2 separate regions of the Mus musculus genome follow, and region 2 is linked to region 1. The links are chromatin contacts, called in public HiChIP or PLAC-seq maps. All regions are on one chromosome and are shown on one strand. Each heading gives the region's core, a stretch centred on a gene start, on an enhancer-like site or on the middle of the called end of the contact. The rest is flanking DNA. Distances are from core to core; before and after follow the strand shown. Region 1 holds the start of Ap2b1 (adaptor-related protein complex 2, beta 1 subunit). Region 2 overlaps Ap2b1 (adaptor-related protein complex 2, beta 1 subunit).

Evidence for each region. HiChIP or PLAC-seq counts read pairs in DNA pulled down with a chosen protein or histone mark.
Region 2: an H3K27ac HiChIP or PLAC-seq map of embryonic stem cells shows a contact between it and region 1, with 8 read pairs. The contact joins the enhancer-like site here to the promoter of Ap2b1 in region 1. A contact is called at or near these places in 3 of 39 promoter capture datasets (cranial neural crest, embryonic stem cells and macrophages), 2 of 15 datasets of contacts at CTCF or cohesin (CD8 T cells and the NIH/3T3 cell line), 4 of 484 Hi-C or Micro-C datasets (embryonic fibroblasts, forebrain, nephron progenitors and 1 more), 4 of 115 datasets of contacts at active chromatin or transcription factors (the SCID.adh cell line and embryonic stem cells) and 3 of 9 other capture datasets (adipose tissue, liver and pancreatic islet).

The regions. Positions count from the first base shown.
Region 1 is chr11:83,301,268-83,307,417 of GRCm38.p6, reverse strand. Ap2b1 (adaptor-related protein complex 2, beta 1 subunit) reads right to left here and starts at 4,721. Exons shown (of 22, transcript NM_001035854.2): 1 at 4,581-4,721.
Region 2 is chr11:83,334,565-83,341,294 of GRCm38.p6, reverse strand. Ap2b1 (adaptor-related protein complex 2, beta 1 subunit) reads right to left here. Exons shown (of 22, transcript NM_001035854.2): 7 at 5,693-5,914; 8 at 4,833-4,953; 9 at 4,434-4,529; 10 at 1,867-1,982; 11 at 1-21. Among named protein-coding and RNA genes, the nearest start is that of Gm23951, 29 kb to the left of the region's middle. Within about 2 kb of position 2,089, at least 5 of the 459 cell types and tissues checked have an H3K27ac peak or open chromatin away from gene starts, as enhancers often do. A contact at or near this core is called in embryonic stem cells, where this site is marked.

The sequences.
Region 1 (6,150 bases), core at 3,472-5,971:
TGTACTTACATATAATAAATACATAAATCTTTAAACAAAACAAAAGAATACCATGTAGGATGCAAAAAGCGTTTTCATATTTGTTACATGGAGACTTGCATTAAAGTTTTCATGTTTTTCTAGCAAAAATTCAGAGAATGTTCTAATCAATCCATTCACAGCATAAATTAAATAAAACACAGACAAATTAGGGAAATTTTGTTTTTAAATATTTGTTATTATTGACTTATATATGTGTATGTGTGTACACCTGCGTGTGTGCCCCTGTACTAAGGCCAGAGGAAGGAGTTGGAACCCTGAAGCTAGAGTTACAAATGGTTGTGAACCACCTGACCTGAGTATTGGGAATTGAAACTGGGCCTCTACAAGAGCAGCAAGTGCTTTTAACCCCTGAGATACCTGTGCTTTTTGAGACAGCATCTCCCTGTGTAGCCCTGGCTGGCCTGAAACTCTCTATATAAAAGAGATTGGCCATAACTTTGCAAAGGTCCGCTTCTTCTGCCTCTGTCCAGAGTGCTAGGGTTACAAACATAACCACACATGGTTCTGTCTGTCTGTTTGTTTTTAAAGACAGGTATTATGGGGCCCAAGATAGTCTCAAACGTGCTATGTGCCTAAAGATGACTTTTAACTCTGTTTCTCATGCCCCTACCTGCCAGGTGCTGGGGGATTACAGATATGAGCCACCGCACCTGGCTAGGAATTCTTCACATAAACAGGTAGATCTGAGTTTAGGGCCAGCTTGATCTACATAATGAATTCCCGAGCCAGTAAGACCCTGTTTTAAAGACTTGTGATATAAATCTTAAGTTATTTATGAGTTTACATATGCAAACAGAAACGCTAATGTACAGAAACAATTACTAGGGCCTGGCAGACCACAGCTGTGGCTCAAAACCTTTACTGTTTCTACAGAACGCTGTTATACCATTTAAAATCCCACGAAGCATCAAAACTTCAAACCTAAGATTTAAAGACAAATTTGTTTGAAAGTTTTTCACCCACTTATTTGGGAAAAATGCATGAAAGCATTCTGTTTTCTAAAGCTCTCATATCTACCCATTCACATATATATTTTTTTTTCCTTTGAGATAGGATCGTTACTATATAGTCTTGGCAATCTTGAAACCTGCTGTAAAGACCAGGCTGGCTTCCTACACATGGGATCCTCCTGGTTCTGCCTTGTGCCACCGTATCCAGATAACATGAAATTCTAACTCTGTTCATCACCTTAAGGCATGGCTTTATTAGCAGCCTACACATTTCATGATTAGTATGATTCGATTCCTAGCACCCAACAGAGAGACTCATCGGAATCCAACACCTTCTGGTCTCCCTGGGCACATACGCATGGTACACTGACATATACACACAGAAATAACACCTGTATACATAAAATAGAATAAAATAATAAAAAGAAGCCTGCAACATATATCCTAAATCAAAAATCTCTGCTTTCTAAGAAAAAGAGATAAAGAGAACCAGCTACTTGGGAACCCGAGGTAGGTCTGGAAATTTTAATGAGGGTCTATCTTAAAAATAAAATAAGGCTGGAGATGGCTCAACAGTTAGGAGCACTAGCTGTTCTTCCAGAGGACCTGGGTTCCGTTCCTGCCATGCACTTAGCAACTTATAACCATCTGCCCTCTTCTGGCCTCTGAAGTCACTGAATACACAAGTGGTATACAGACTTACGTGCAGTCAAAATACCCATATAAAAATAAAATAAATAAATAAAGGGCCAGTAGTAGAGGGCTTGCTTAATATAGGAAAAATCCTGTGCTCAATCTTCAGTGGCATTTTGGACCAGGGATATAGCTCAATGCTAAAGTGCTTACCTAGCAGGTATAAGACATCTCCATCATCAAAAGGGGGAGAGGAAGGAAAAAAAAAAAGCAGGTAAATATATCACTCATTTAACTGACACCATAGCCAATAATTGTGATGAAATAATCACCATCATACAGGCAAAGAAAAAAGGTATCCAGTCTATCCTTGCTTTAAGGGGGTGGGAGGGACAAGGAAAAATGAAAATAGTCTAAACAAAAGCAACAGTAGAAAGGAAGGATGGGGGCAGGGATGGCCTGGATCGAAACACATTATATACTTGCATGAATTTTAAGTATTTAATTAAAAGGAGAAGAGGTGGTAATGACAGAACTTTAATGTCCCCGTGACTTTCAACTCACAATGACATATAACTATTTTTTAATCCAAGCCCCCCACACTTGCCGGATAGACACTGATGCCTATAGTAGAAGACACACACACATAAGACACACACACACAAGCCACAAGAGAACGGGAAAAACACAATTTCAACTTGCCTAGTGCTTCAAAACTCAATCTTACTGGGGCAAATTTTTGTTTTTCAGGAAATCCCTAGAAATAAACAAGCCACAATGGAATTTGAACGTACACAATCTTATACGACATGAAACCTGAAAGGTCACTGACTGACTTATCGTGTGGCCTGGGGACATTGTTAAAGGACAGAGCAGCCACAGGGCAAGGCAAGGATCCTTGGACTTGTCCTAGTCCACAGCATTGCTCCACTGCCTTTCCCAGGCCTCCCTGTACAAGGTTATATATCTAGATTAACATAACCTAGTTTCTGATAAATATAGGTTGTCGAAGTCCTTTCTCTCCTTCCAGCCTTCCCTTCCTCCAATTCCCCAAAAGAGCAGCTCAGCAGTGAAACAAGATTAATAGGCTGGGTAGAATACAGTCAGAAAAAAAAAATTATAAGGTCTTAATTTCAAATGGTTCTCTGGAAAATGGCAGCCAGCGTTAGCACTAGCAAGACCACTGTGCCCTCCTTTGCACATGAAGTCAATACTAGCCAGAGTTCAGTAAATTCTAAAGCAGAAAGTCATTCCAGTCACCTCTGCTTACAAGGATGAGTGGTATAAAGACCATTGCTGGCCAGATGTTCATAACATAAGGACAGCAGCAGCCTCAGATTAATTTAGCTTGTCAGAAATAAAACGTTAAAAGCTAAATCCACCTCTGGCTTCTATTTAAATAACTACAAGTTAATTTATTAATATAGGATTATACGGAAAGAAAGAAGCCCAACAGTCTTACACCCAACTGTTATGAAATGCCAGGACATTTTGGAAAACTTAAGCCCAGGAGGAAAGAAGAAAAATGGGGATGCTATCCTCCTTCTGAATGCCCCTTGTCTAACATGGTTCAAATGTGTGCCTTGAGACGAAAGCAAAATCTTTTCCAGAAGAAAAGGATGCGAGGGACCTCTCTGATCTTAATTCATCAGGATATTTACTCTGTTTTAATTTACCACACAACTTGACTGAGCTGTTTGCAGCGCACACTCCCCTCTCTTTCTCAGGGAGTCTACCCTGCAAGGCACCTACTCAGTTCTCAGTTTACATGCCCGCCCGCCTCACTTAGTCATCACTGGAATGTGTTACCGATGGCTGCACCTACTTCACCTGCCGCTTTCTATTATTACCTTGTAAGTGCACCCTAAGGCTAAGCAGTGAACTGCACAGGAGAGCAGTTAATAATTTAAATTGTTCCTCTCTAAGAGACCACCTTCCTTCTTAGTCACTAGCCTTACTGAGCTTACAGTGTGTTCTTTGTCTTTTAAACCACAAAGGTTGCAAAAAAAAAAAAAAAGTTTGGCCACTAAAATAAAAGAAAAAAAAATCTCCCTTCTAAAAGTAAAAAAATTCAGCGAAGCATCCATGACACATTCACACTGCTTCATAACTAAATTGCTTGAGTTTAATAAGAGCCTTCTCCTAAAAAGAGGGCTGCTCAAAAAGCTAATACATCCTGTGAATTCAAAGAATAAAGAAATAGCAGGAAATTCCAGGGTTTTGTTTTGTTTTTTTTTTTTCACTTCTAGTAGAATTTACAGCCTTGCCCAAACTAGACTGCTCCTGATAACCCCAGGGAATATAGGGAGGGGGGAAAAAAAAAAGAAAAACAAAATTCCATGCTAAGATTTATTTTCCCCTCTTACACAGAGGGTGGGGGTGGCCTCAATTATGCAGGTTTCTCCTTCCTTCCTCGAAGTACAGTTAGTCCCCATTCTCTTTATCCACTTCCCCAGGTCAAGAAATCTGTCCAATTTTCACTAGGTAAGGAGAGATGCCTCTTAACCCCAAATACGTGCGACAAGAGAGGTTTCAGTGACCAAACGGTCGCGGGAATCCCTTCTCCCTAGTCGTGGAGACACGTCGGAGCTTCTTTCTCAATGAACAGATGTCAAACGGGAGAGCTGGGTGGTTCTCCCTCGGCCTCCAGCGGCCACACCCCTGGCCTGAGCCTTCCCCAAGCCGGTCTTCGGAACCTTGCTTCGCTCCGAAGCCCCCAACTCCCGCTGCTACACCGGAGCGCAGCCCCAGGCCACCACGGTCACTACGATGGAGGCACTTTCTCCCAGCTTTTCCCTCACAACGGTCACACCCGAGGACTCCTTCCACCCTCAACCGTCACGCTCCTCGGCTCTCCTTTCCTCCTGAGCCTATGACCCGGCTTGGGGCTCCCCTCCCTCACAAGCACCGCGAGTCAGTCAGGGCACACCCCAAAGCCAGCCGCCTTGAACTCACCGGAGGCAAGGGCGGGGTGGCGGCGGCGGCGGCGGCAGTCGGAGAGCACAGCCGGGGTGGTGGTGTAATGGTTTCCTGCCCGTCACGATTCTCTCTAGATCTAAGCCACTGCGCAAAACCCAATTTGCCAGGGACAAAGATGGTGAGCCGGAAGCTTTGGCGTAAGAGAATCTCGCCGCCTGACGTCATCTGGGTGCGCGGGAGAACCAAACGGCCAGGTCGTGTCTGTCGCCTCAGCAACGGAAAGGTTTCCCTGTCTCAGGGATAGGGCAGTTGCCTATACACTCAGGAGACCCGCAGTTGCTTTCCCACCGGATATCTTCAATAAGTGGGTATTTTCGGGATTTATTCCCGTGAACAAGATTTTTGTGAAACCTGTGTGAGATATCCTATTTGCTCAAACACAAACCTCAGCTAATTTGCTTGTAAGGTTAAGAAGCCCATAGAGGTGATAGAAACCAGGACTACAGACGGACGGATGAACTAGGAGACGGCGACTCAAAGATGGCTAAGAAGCATTCAGATCTGAGTTTGAATCCCTACATTGAACAAGACTGGAGAAACTTATTAGCGCCCCCTTCCTGCCCCGCCCTTAGGCTTGAGTGGTATAAGGTACCTAAAACAGGTTGTGGATACAGGTTTCATTAGGAAACTATAAACTGGTACAGGCGTTTAGTTACCATGTCCAGCTTCAAAAGAAAAGAAAGACCAACGTCGGGCTGTGTAACTCAGACAAGCCTAAAACTAAGCCCTCTTGCTTCTTTCTGCCTCTAGAGCACTTTGAACTTCTCTATCTATATACCTAGACTCCAAGGCTTAGTGGTGCTTCTAACCAGGCACCCCTCACTCTACTATTGAACAATCTTTTTTTTTTCATTTTGTTTTTTAATGTGCATTGGTGTTTTGCCTGCATGTATGTATGTGAGAGAGTGTTCCCCTGGAACTGGAATTTCAGACAGCTGTGAGCTGCTATGCGGGAGCTGGTAACAAAATCCAGGTCCTTTGAAAGAGCAGCTAGTGATCTTAACCACTGAACCATCTCTCCAGCCGCCAGATTTGAAACTTAAAAAACTCATGGTAGGACTGGAGAGATGACTCAGTGTTTAAGAGCACTGGCTGCTCTTCCAGAGGTCTTGAGTTCAATTCCCAGGCAATCCCATGATGGGTCACAACCATCTGTAATGGGATCTGATGCCCTCTTCTGGTGTCTGAAGGCAGCTACAGTGTACTTGTGTACATTAAAAAAAAAAAATAAATCTTTATATATTAAAAACAAAAAACTCAAGGCAACTGGGTGTGGTGGCACAAGCCTTTAACCTCAGCAATCAAGAGGCAGAGGTAAGTTGATCTTTGTGAGTTCAAGGCCAGCCTGGTCTACAATGTGAATTCCTGGACAGCCCGGGCTACACAGAAAACTGTCTTTGAAAAACAAAACAGATGACTTAACCCAATTACATTTATTTACTGAGCATCTATTAAATAATTTCCTATGTAACTTACATTTAATATATACTTAAGATCTCCAAACCTGATGGTCAGGCTTAGCCTTTAATGCCTTCTAATAGAAAGG
Region 2 (6,730 bases), core at 840-3,339, 37 kb before region 1:
GTGGCAATAATACTTTCATACCTGTTGTAACAAATGGACTAGTTACTAAGGCCAAAACTAAGAACTGTATTTAACAGTAGAAGCTAAAGTAAAAAAACCATACACAAGGGATTCCAAGCTGCAAAGGTTTTTAGTCAACAGAATGTAGTAAGTCAAAATTGCATGGCTTAAATTTTTCTTCAAATATGCTTTAAAATATTTTTTATGTACAATTTTATAAATTTGCATATATGAGTGTTTAGCTTGCATGTACGTGTGTGTATCACATGAAGGCCTGGTACTTGCAGAGGTCAGAAGGCAGTGTTGGATCCCCTGGGAGTGGAGTTACAGATGACTGTGAACCACTGTTCTTCAATTATGGTTTGTTGTGTTGAGACAGGGACTCTCTATGTAGACCTTGCTGTCCTATGATTCACTCTGTAGACCAGGCTGGCCTTGAACTCACAGAGATCATCTGCCTCTGCCTCCTGAGTGATGGGACTAAAGGTGTGTGCCACCAAAGCCAGTTCAATTATGTTTTAGTAACTAAGCTTTAAACTTGTACAAGAGCTCATGAGACAGACATGTTCACGAGGGAATAAATTAACCTGTGGTATAAGAAAATACCATTATCTTGTGTTTAAAAATCAACCTTTCTTATAACTACGTATTCACCTTGCTGAATCTATACGTCCTTTACTAACATAACTTAAAATTTTATTTTTATTACTGAAGACTGAACCTAGGATCCAACACATACCAGGCAAACTCTTTCCTATGAGCAGTATTCTCAGCCTACTGCTCTCCTCTTGTTTAAAGCAGGGTCTTGCTAGGTTGCAAGGGTTGGCTTGAGCTTGTCCATGTCCTGTCTTGGCCTCCTGAATAGCTGAGATTATAGGCCCATGCCATCAGATCTAGCTGGCTAATGTGATTTTCAACATTAGACTGAAACAGAATATATTAATGTGGATAACTAGTATACTAGGCCAAGTATCTGCCCTATTCCTACTTATTAAACCAGACTCTGACTATTTTCTTGAAATTAAACTGTCATAACCCCTTATTTACACAAGTTTTACACATTTCTCTATTGATCTTTTTTTTTTCCTTAACCTGTAACAAAACAGTTTAGAAACTTGATCCTTCACTTTTGGAGGGAGTTGAGTAAAAGGTGGTGGTCCTCTTTCTAAAAATAACACTTCTCAAGACAAAACAAAAAAAAAATCTCACAAAAACCCAAATCCTGCACTAATTCTGGACTGCAGGTCTCAGAATCAAAGTATTTTGTTTTATGAACTAAGAGCCCCAGTAAAAACTTTGTGATGTAAATGATCCCTGTGGGAGCAGCCCCAGTGTGTCAGCAGAGGCCAGGGGAGTAACTTATTGAATGCACTCTGCTGCTCCCACAAGGCAGTGGGGCCCCATGCTGAGCAAACAGCATGGCGGCTGGAAAAGTTATTCTGAGAGGAGGAAGGACACAATCATTGGTCTGCATGGAGCGAGTGTATCAAGACACCTAGGGATAAATAGGCTTCCTGTGTAATGGTAACTCTGACACAACAAACAATCTTATGTGTTTGATGTAGTCTATGCCAAGTATATACTTAAGCTAAGCCTCATTTCTACAAAAATAATGAACAGCTGCTATGGTGGCTCATGCCTGTAATCCCAGCACATGGGGCCAACTTAAAACTCCATTCCCATATTTAAACGAGAAGTTTTAGTGTCTGTTTGATACCCACTATGTATCTCTGACTTCATTAAAAAAAAATCTACTATGACCAGTTATATATGGAATAATAATTCTTACCGAGTCAATTTCAAAGTGCCTTACTTATACGTTTCCCAAATGATCTGAGAAAGAAGATTACATGAATTTTGACATACTTGTTGGGGTATTTTCGGAAGATGTCCCTGATGACAACAATTGCCTCTTGGACCACATAATTTACTTTGGTCTGGATTAGATCAAGCAGTGTGCTTACACAGCGTTCTGCTGATTGCTAGGGAAAGAAACATCAACACTTAAGTTAATCCAATAACACTATCTCAACACAGAAAAGGAAACATACAAGTACACTGCCTGAGTCAGACAGGCACTGACTCTGCTAAAGCTACTAGAGGCTAAATGATACAATGTATATCAGCATTAACAATTCTAGGAATATACCAGATTTTATTCATTAGCAAACACATTGAAAACAGTTTTGGGTTTGGTTTTGTGTGTTTTGCTAGGAGCAAACCTCGGGCCTCCCACTGGCTAGTCAAGAGCTCTGCACTGAGCAAGCGATCTCTATCTTCCACATAACTCTGTTAAACGAGTGAACAGTAACCTGGACAATGGGGAAAACATTAAGAAAACCAAACAAACAAAAGCCAGGAGAGTAGAAGGAAAGGAAGGTAACTGAAGAACACATCAACACTGGGGATCCTTACTGGAATTCTTAAGTGAACAGACACTGAATAGGGTGTTTTTGGTGTTTCTTTACTGGCCTCTCCCTTCCTCCCACCCTCCCCTCTCCTTTCCTTCCCTCTCCTTTTCTTCCTTCCCTCTCTCCCTCTCTCTCTAGGAAGTAGGTAGGGGGTGTGTATGTGTGCGTGCTCTCTCTCTCTCTCTCTCTCTCTCTCTCTCTCTCTGATGTGGTTTCTGAAAACTGGGCTCTGGTTCTCATGACAGATCAGCAAATACTCTTAACCATTGAGCCATCTCTCTGGCCTCCAGCACAGCGTGTATCTAAACCTAGGAATTTTGTTTGGACTTACAATTTTTTTTTCATTTATCTATGGCTCAAAATATTCTAAGAGATTTTGTTTATTGTTTTTTGTTTTTTGTTGTTGTTGTTGTTTTTAGACAGGGCTTTTCTTTTTCTTTTCTTTTCTTTCTTTCTTTTTTTTTTTTTTTAAGACAGGGTTTCTCTATTTAGCCCTGGCTGTCCTAGAACTCACTTTGTAGACCAGGCTGGCCTCGAACTCAAAAATCTGCCTGCCTCTGCCTCCCAAGTGCTGGGATTAAAGGCGTGCGCCACCACACCCGGCTCTAGACAGGGCTTTTCTGTAAAGTCCTGGCTGCCCTAGAACTTTCTCTGTAGACCAACCAGGCTGACTTTGAACTCTGAGATCTGCCTGCCTCTTGCTCCCAAGTGCTGGGATTAAAGGCATGTGCCACCACATCTGGCTCCCATTCATCTTTTATTAATTGAATATATACTACAAACTGATAAAATAGATTTCTTGATACTGTGATTTTTTTTTTTTTTTAAGGATAGGATTGTGAGAAAAGTTCCCAAAACTTAATGGCAAGTCTGAACAATTATCCCTCTGAACTATTACAGGTCATTAAATTGTGTGCCTCTTGTCACAATTCAAAAGGAACCACACAACATCATCTAAAACTTTTGACTGTCACAAGCCTCCAGATTTAGTCATCTAAAGGGGACAGAGGTATGAGGTCCAATCTAGACTCTGGGAAAGTCTATTAAGTCTAAAAAGCAATCAATAAGTGGTACTGTATTAGGGCCAGCCAGATGGATCATCAGATAAACGCACTAGCCACCAGGCCTAATGACCTGAGACTGATCTCCAGGAGCCTCATGGTGGAAGGAGAGAATCAATTCCTACAAACTGTCCTCTGACCTCCACATATGGACCTTGGCTCATGCTGCCGCCTTGAACAATAAATATATAAAATAATAAATAAATAGGTAGCATCAAAAAAAAATGAAAATCAAAACAAAATACAATACCTAAGAACACATATTAACCAAAAGCTATGTACAGAAAAGAAAACAAAATAAAAGCCAGGCGTAGAGGCTCATGTCTGGAATCCCACATTTGGGAGACTGAGGCCCAGGGAATGTGAGTTTAGGGCTAGCCTGGGCTATATAGTAAGACTCTGTCTTAAAAAGTAAAACCAATGAGCACCCCAAAATGCTTGGGGGGCAGGGGGTATGCTGAAAAGATAAAAATCTATAACTAAGAAATCAATAAATAATAACAAAATTATTTATGGATATGGAAGTATCAAAATAATCTAATACAAAAGAGTTAAAAGCCATCCTTTTGGCAAGTGGATCTAGGTAAAGAAGGGAAGGAAGCAGGGGCAGTGATGTTTTGTTAAAAATTCTTTAATCTGAGCCTGAGAAGGCTTAGGGATTAAGAGCGATGGCTGCTCTTCCAGAGGACATGGATTAGAGTCCCAGCACCCACATGGTGGTCCATAATCTACCATCTGAATTCTAGTTCCAGGGGGTACGAAAACCCCTTCTGGCCTACACAGGTAGTTGACACATACAAGATACAGACATAATGCAGACAAAACACCCATATACATTAAATACATTTTTAAAAATTATTTTACTCATTAAGTATGTTGACAAACCTCAATGTATACACACTGTAAAATAATGAACACTCACAATCCCATATGTGCGATCTCATCTCCTGGGGGGCCTTACCTCCACTTTGATGGCACACCGTCCAATGGCCCTCACAGCTTTGCGAACAAAGTCCACATCAACTTCAGTGGCATATTCCTTCAGCTCCGCCAGAACCTGTCAAATATCCAAGAAGTAAATAACCTTTAAAGATTAAAAAAAAAAAAGAAGATTTATTTATTATTATACATAAGTACACTGTAGCTGTCTTCAGATGTGTCAGAGGAGGGCGCAAGATCTCATTATGGGTGGTTGTGAGCCACCATGTGGTTGCTGGGATTTGAACTCTGTACCTTTGGAAGAGAACTGAGCCATCTCATCAGCCCCCTTTAAAGAGTTTCAACAGCAATTCCATGACCTTCTGAATGCCAGATCTTAAGCTCTCAGCCGGCACAAACTTAGGATAGCTTAAGGTCTGACCTGAGCAATGTTGGCTTGGGATGCAAGACGAATCATGATGTCTAACTTCTCTAGTTTAACATAGATAGGATCATTGTACTTCACAAAGAAGACCTTGATTTCCTGCTTCAAGATTTCAGGCCTGTGATACAAAAACACAAGAAAGGAAGGTGACGGAATGCATTTACTGGCATGTCCTCCTTGGCCTGTATGAAAATCAAGTCAGTCTTTCTGCCTGCCCTCTTCAGGCGGAAAACCCTCGTAAATGTCCCGCCTAAGCCTCTACTGGGCCTCCCTCCCACCCCCAGTATGGCAGTCACAGTACTATATAACATTTTCGTTTCCACAAAATCAAGCTGGGTGCCAAGCTCAGCACTTACTTAGCACATTCTAGACAAACGTTTTGTCATGAGCTACACTCTCAGCCCATCTACTCTCATCAACTCCATCTGGCATCTGACTTGCATCCTTTAGAAGTATGAGGGTGTGTGCTACCACAGAGAACTGCTGAGGCAGAGCCACCCCGTTCTCAACTAAAGCTTTCCATGGGGAACACATCCAAAAGAAGCACTCACAAAAGCAAGCTGGCTGGAAGCGGAGCCGCCACTCTTAATCCCAGCACTTGGGAGGTTGGGGCAGGAGGATTGCTGTGAGATGGAGGTCAGCCTAGTCTACACAGTGAGAGTCTGTTTAAAAAAAACAAAACCCAAAAACACAACAAAACCCAAACAGCCCTGACCTGCACATAGTTACTCTGGAGAGAACGGTAATAGCTGTAAGCGGTTATTCCTGGGCAAGGGCACCAGTCTATAAAGCAATCATCTGAAGCTTCACCTCAAGATCACAACCATTTTAAAAATCACCAAATCACCATTTCCTACCTTTTCTGGACAATTAGGTTGATGTTCCTCAGGGCGACGTACTGTACTTCTGGCTCCCCAGACAGCAACGTGACAAGTGGAGGTGCTAACTTCTTTAGCAGCATATTGTAGTAGTCAGAGTCCTTGGGCAACAATTCTAGAAACTTCATTAGGACTTTTACGGCTGAAAGCACCACTGCAGAGTTGGCGTGGGAGAGCCGAGGCGTTACTCGCTCACAGATGCTGAGGGCAGAGGGAAGATTAGCACTCAGGGTTATAGGACCTTTGCTTGATTCATTGTATCAAGTAATGCTTCAGGGTTTCATGGCTCAAGTATTAATATAAACCAAAGATTCCGTTAGAAAAGTCAAAGCTCCATGCTGAGGTCAAAATGGGATCCAACCCTGCAGAAGCCCCATGCTCAGCAAACTACAGGCAGCACAGGGGCCTCAGCAGACTCCAGAAGCCAGCAACAGGGAGATCCTAGCGATCCCCAACACCTACACTCACACCAGTTTCCTTCTTGTTTTTAGTCTTCTGTCTCCCACAAAACGTTAGAGCGTCCTGCCTCACAGCTCATCTCTACCCAACCTATAGAAAGTCAAACCAAGCACCCTAAAAATTAATCATAGCAAAAGGTGTCAACCACCTGGAATGTGGGGAGGAAATTAGATGGCAAGAAAAACTACACAACCCCTTGCTTTCAGGCTAATAAGAAAGACTCAGAAAGAGGTGAGGGTTTGGTTTGGTTTAGGTTTGGTTTTTTATATCACTATTATTGCAATGTTCCCCCAGTTATTCTTCTAGTCCTACTCCCAAGCTTAGACTCGTGTTCCCACATGCAGTGTTCTCTGAAATCAAGCTAACTTTGCTAGCTCTTGGGCGACACCCTGCATGACTCTGAGGGATACAAGGTAAGTAGCTGCTCACTCTCTTCCTATGGCCATGTGACTCCTGACTTCCGCCAGGCCTTTAAAACAAGATCCACACTCTTTCAGACACCTTATTCATTATTGTTTTTTAAAAAAAGTATGATTTCAAAAAATAAAATGAAATCTT